Regions from separate parts of the Bos taurus genome. Here region 2 is linked to region 1. Evidence: chromatin contacts called from public Hi-C data. All regions are on one chromosome and are shown on one strand. The core of a region is the stretch at or near the end of the contact, and the rest is flanking DNA. Distances in the headings are between cores, read along the strand shown.

Region 1 (2,961 bases), core at 166-2,665:
ATCATCTCCACTCCTCACCATCCAGGCACCAACCATACCAAGTGACCAACAAATCCTCCCAGGCCGACCATCTCACAGTAGTGACAGTTCTCTGCAGCACCAGGTGAATCCAGGGTAAGATTTCCCCACACGTTGGGAAATCATACACACCCAGACTGAGCCTTCACTACGAAAACCAAAAAACCTGCCTGGTGAGGGGCGTCCACTCCCGAGGAGGTTGTGGAGAGATGCAGTACTTAGAGAGCTGTCAGCTGGGAGGGGCCTGACGCCTCCCTCAGGATTCATTCCAACGTCACAATTCCAGGGCAAAGCAACAGTTCCGGGAGTGTTTTTGCTTAACTTTGTCAGGCATTGCTCTGGGAAAAGTCTAGGAATATCTAGACTTCCTTGTGTTTGAGAGCTGAAAACTGTGGGCAGAACTAGCATCCCAACAGTACGCTTTATATTACCAGATGTCATTATGGAATGACTGACTGTAAAATAAAATAAAACACAGAATGAACAAGCACTTCTGTTAGTAGTTGCTTCCTAGAAAAGCAGACTCCTCTTATTAGAACTGAAGCTAAGCATGTCCTCTAATTTCAGTGTTGGGGCCTGTGGTTTATAAATCCTTACAATTTATTCAAAATTAGGAGGGTCTTTATTTTTTTCAGTGGGCTTTATGACTCTTAGAAATTTCTTCCATAGACTGGAGCTCTTATCAGAGAATTGAGAATGTTGAGTTTATATCTTTGGAAATACATTTGCCTGTTCTTTAATAAACACAGTTGCCACTGAGATTGCAAGTAACGAACAGCCTTGGCTCTCAAATTACCTCAGTACATGGCTGATTACATGGCTCTCTTCAAATCTGAATGAGCAGCTTATATAAAAAGAAGCCTGCTTTCCCCAACATGATCTGACACTATTTATTTGGTTATGTAAATACCTTATGTGTTCTATTTTTCTAAGCCTGCATTTATCTGCATACTTGACCTAAAACTCCACACTTTATTCCATGTAATACAATGATATAAGGAGTGTGAAACATTCTCTTAAATTACCATAGGCTTAATATCATTTTGGCATAGCAGAAAACAAGGGACTTAATATAAAAGAAAGCTTAGTTATCCAAATTGCAGTGAGTTCTACTTTTTAAAATATATGTCACTTAAAACACATCAAAATAATATTCACCTCAATGATTTTTAATACAAAATTCATGTTAATATGGTAAAGAAATGACAACAGTAATTTTGTAGATTCTGCTTGGGTTGTAGTGACCCAATTATCTGGTCAAAGGGCTGCATGGATGCAAGAGACAGGGTGAGTTAAAGTTTAACTCCCAGGAATTGTAAACCAAACCTAAAGCCACTGAACCTTTGGAGTTTGATATGATGATTAGAGCATAACCAGAGTGACACGTTGAATTCGCCATAATCAAGGAAACCTTTTCCGGGTGGGAATCTCTGAAATCACTCAGGTATGGTTCATGTGTTTTGATTTTTCTATTTCAACTCTGTGAAACTGTGCCATGTGGATCAGTGGGAATGCAGTGAAACAGCTTTTACGCGCTTCCACAAGAGAGCTGAATTCAGGGATATTTCTAGTTTGCTTTTATACTGATAAAGCCATCTGAAAACAAAAGAAAATATTAGAATGATCATATAATCTCAAAATGAGACAACAGCCAGCTTTTGTTCTTTGAGTTAATCAATTTCTGAGGGTAAAAAAATCATGCAGATTTATCACATCAGGTTCAAGAGTCAGGCTAATGTTTCTGAGAAATGTATTTAGCAATAGCCAGACAGCCGGGAGAGTTGTGGTTGACTGTCTGTTCTGGTCCTCGGATCTGGGGAAGCATAAAAGTGTAATTAACAAGAGAAATGGTATTAACAGCAATGACAGATTCTGCGTTCTCTGTGGGGGTCATAATTTCTACCATATTTTAGATTTCACATATTCATTTATCTCCCTTCCTTTCCTCCTTTATCCTGCACCACCACCAAAAACATAAGAAAACAAAACAAAAGCAGTCATGGAAAATTTTTGGTCTTGAGTGTATTAAATCTCTACCTTCAGATGGCTTAATTATTAGATCTTTTCCTTTCAGGATGGTTTGGGCAGCTGTGCTGCAGTGGATATATTTCACGTGACCATTTTGTTCACTCCGAAAAAGATGATTCACAATCAGACTATGATGGTATTCTATCTAAAAAAGGAAATCAATCAGGGCACTTACCAGGAATATCCCATTCCTCCCAGAAATCTCTTAAATATTCTAATTGAAATAGTTTTGTTCTATAATTGTCAGAGTAAGTTCCAGGGAGAATGGTAAAGAAGCGTGTTCCAAGTCAAATACGTTTTTTGGACTGTTCACCTGGGTACTGTGTGTCTTTAAGAAGATGACTAACATAGCATTATTTTGCATTGGGCAGGATTCGTGTTTTGTAAAACATGCATTGGCAAATTTAACTCTTGCTATAATTTAGGAGCATCAAAGATGTGGTAGTCTGGCCTGAAAATTCTTTATTATATGTGCTGAGATGCATACAACAGAGCATAGGTTAAGAAATAAAAGTGAAATCACTTATTTTAAAGCACTGAAGCATTGCTCTGCTAAATATAGGTAATAAACAAATGACTTACAGGTTCATCTTTAAGGACCATATTTTCTGGAATAGTATGGATACTCTCCATTTGAGAAAATTCTCACATTTTACTGTTTCAGTTTATTATTTATCAAATGTAAGGGAAGGGGAAAGATGGTTGTCCAAAAAAAAAAAAAGAAAGAAAGAAATTAGTTATCATGGACAAACCTAAAGTAACATAGTGGATATGAAAACATTGAATATTTAGTTATTATGCTCACCTGGGCTAATACCAAGTTGGTTTTGTGTCATTTCAAATGTAACCTTCCCTACACTGTATTCAGTGGATGTTAATACATGTGGCTTCCAAAGGGGGACTGTGTTGTTAAGT
Region 2 (2,961 bases), core at 303-2,802, 44 kb after region 1:
TTTTATCAAATTTCTTTAAATGATAAAAGAATTTTAATAAATAGACGTTCAATAAATATTGCTGTAAAAATTGTGTAATGTTGACAAGCTAAACTTTCAACTTAGTCTCATTATGCCACATAGAGAGATTTCAGATGTGTGCTGAAATGTTAACTTGTAAATAAAATTTGTCTCTAGGCAATGGAATTAGATATGGAGTTTTTTTCACTTTTCCACTCTTAACTGTACTTCCCAGATCTTCCAAAACTACCATATATTTGACACACACACAGGGGAAAAAAAATAACATTACGATGATCCTTTCCTCCAGAATGTATTACTAGTGTGGGTCATCAACTCTGTGACATCTGACGCGCCTTTTTTCCAGAATTTTCTCCTTAAAACTAGAAAAATACATTTTCATAGACGATTATTTTCAGACAACTTTCTACCCAATGTGGGGTCAGTTTACACCAGTTCTGCTACAGGGAAGTCTAAATATATAGTTAATAAAGATCACTCGTAAGTAGTCTGAATATATTTTAAAGAAGACCCGCTGGTTATATAGTATTTTTAAGTGATTTAAAATATGGTGTGTGTTAATATTTTGTCCAATTACCCTATAGATCATCTATTTTCTAAAAATTATTACAACACAAATATTTATGTGGTATGTCCGTCCTACTGTTGTCTAATGCAGTGGTTGTTTTTAACAAAATTTCCCTTGCTTTTTCCCCTATCCTTATTATGAAACACAATGTGTTAGTATTAGTCCTTGAGATTACAGAAGTATAAATTATAGCAGCTGGCCTAAAATGCATATCAACTAATTGCAATGAAAATTAATTTATCTAGAATTTAAAAGGACACCATAAGACTGCATTAAATGGATATCACATTTCTGTTTAGAGCCTTAAAATTGACCATAGTCTTTGATCTAAGGAATAAGGACTAATATTTAGACATAAGGATGTTCATCATAGTGGAATTTAAAATGTTTAAAAATATTGGACATATCATCATAAATGTCCAATAAAATATTACTGGTCATATAAAATATGTCACCCTTATATTTCCAAATTATATGGTCATATAAAACTGTGATTTCAAAGAAAGACATGGGACAATGTCCAAATTTAAAAATTTAGTTAAAAATAAGAAAGCAAACCTGTATGTATCAGCTTACAGATCATATTTTAAGAAATTATTCACACACAAATATTAGAAGATAATAAAAGGTAATCTCTGATAAGGAAAGCTTTTTCTTTCTTGTGCTCTTCTTTATTTTCCAAACTCTTTATAGTGAATATGGATTATTTTTATTTCGAGGAAAAAATCTCATAAAGTAGAAAGTATTTCTATAAGCATTCAGTTAGGAATAGAAAACCTGGGAAAATTTAATGAAGAAAACTTCATTATTGAAGCTGGATGATAGATGCTTGGGTTCACTAGGCGATTCTAATTCTTTATATGTTTGCTGTATGCATATTTAATACTGATATAATCCAACACTTCCATTTCATTGTTGGAAAACAAGGTCCAGAGTTATACAGTTGAGTACAGACATAAGCCAGAGGTCAGCAAACTGATCTGTGCCTCACATGTGGCCACAGCCTGTTTTTGCAGTAATTTAAGGACATGAGTGGTTCTCACAATTTTAGAAGGTTGTTTTTTTTAAATCCTAAAATATCAACTATCTGGCCTTTTACAGAAAAAGTTTGCTGACTCCCAACTCTTACCCTTCATTTAGTACTCTATAAGTTAATCCATAGGTTTTTAAAATATTGAAGTACAGTTGATTTACAGTGCCTTGTTAATTTCTGATGTACAGTAAAGTGATTCAGTTATACGTGTGCGTGTGTGCGTGTGTGTGTGTACCTATATATATTCTTTTTTCATATACTTTTCCATTATGGTTTACTACAGGATATTGAATATAGTTCCCTGTGCTGTACTATAGGACCTTGCTTATCCACTGCATGCATATATATATATATATAGTTTACATCTGCTAACCCAAAACTCCCAATCCAATCCTCCCCTGCTCCCCCTCCCCCTTGGCAACCACAAGTCCGCTCTCTAATTCACAGTTCTTAAAGAAAATGCCCTATAACATAGATGAGGGTTTAAAATTCCTTAAAGGAAGTAGGAGCATCCCTCCTTGTCCTACCCACCAATTCAAGCCTAAACCCTCATTCCTTCACTTATTTATTTACTCCACAAATAGAGACATGGTGCCTACCTTCATGAAAATTACTCAAAGGAAGACAGAAAATAAGCAAGAAATAAAATAATAGCATAGAATGTTAAATGCTGCTGCTGCTACTGCTGCTGAGTCGCTTCAGTCCTGTCTGACTCTGTGCGACCCCATAGACGGCAGCCCACCAGGCTCCCCCGTCCCTGGGATTCTCCAGGCAAGAACACTGGAGTGAGTTGCCATTTCCTTCTCCAATGCATGAGAGTGAAAAGTGAAAGTGAAGTCGCTCAGTCATGTCCGACCCTTAGTGACCCCATGAACTGCAGCCTACCAGGCTCCTCCGTCCATGGGATTTTCCAGGCAAGAGTACTGGAGCGGGGTGCCATCGCCTTCTCCTGTTAAACGCTATGAATATCATAAATCAGGTCAAGTGACAGAATGGTAGAAGGCCTTCCTCAGACAAGATGACATTGAAGTTGAGACATAAAGGATGAGAGCAAACAAACATGGCCAGGAGCCAAAAACAAAGCAGCATCTTTAGCAGAGGGGACCACCTGGGGGGCACTGATTAACCAAAATATTTGTAAAATGCACAATGAGTTGTAAGCAGTGAAGACAATAGAGTGCCTCAATTTCAGTAAGATTACAGCAGATAAATAAGAAATCAGTGCTCTCCATCTTTCTCTTCCTTTTTCAATCAGTCATCAGTCTGCTCCTAGGAGCAATTTCCTCAAACTAGGGACAAAATACAGACTTTAATTCTCAAACTTTAATTTCTCAAACTT

What was found. Hi-C and Micro-C count contacts between places; a contact is called where the count stands out from the background.
Region 2: a contact with region 1 is called in a Hi-C map of liver, with 1.9 times the contacts expected there. The contact joins the enhancer-like site here to the promoter of A1CF in region 1. A contact is called at or near these places in 2 of 11 Hi-C or Micro-C datasets (liver and skeletal muscle).

The regions. Positions count from the first base shown.
Region 1 is chr26:8,453,999-8,456,959 of ARS-UCD2.0, forward strand. A1CF (APOBEC1 complementation factor) reads left to right here and starts at 1,416. Exons shown (of 12, transcript XM_005225375.5): 1 at 1,416-1,462.
Region 2 is chr26:8,497,884-8,500,844 of ARS-UCD2.0, forward strand. All of the region lies in intron 2 of A1CF (APOBEC1 complementation factor), which reads left to right. Among named protein-coding and RNA genes, the nearest start is that of A1CF, 44 kb to the left of the region's middle. Within about 2 kb of position 1,553, at least 1 of the 102 cell types and tissues checked has an H3K27ac peak or open chromatin away from gene starts, as enhancers often do. A contact at or near this core is called in liver, where this site is marked.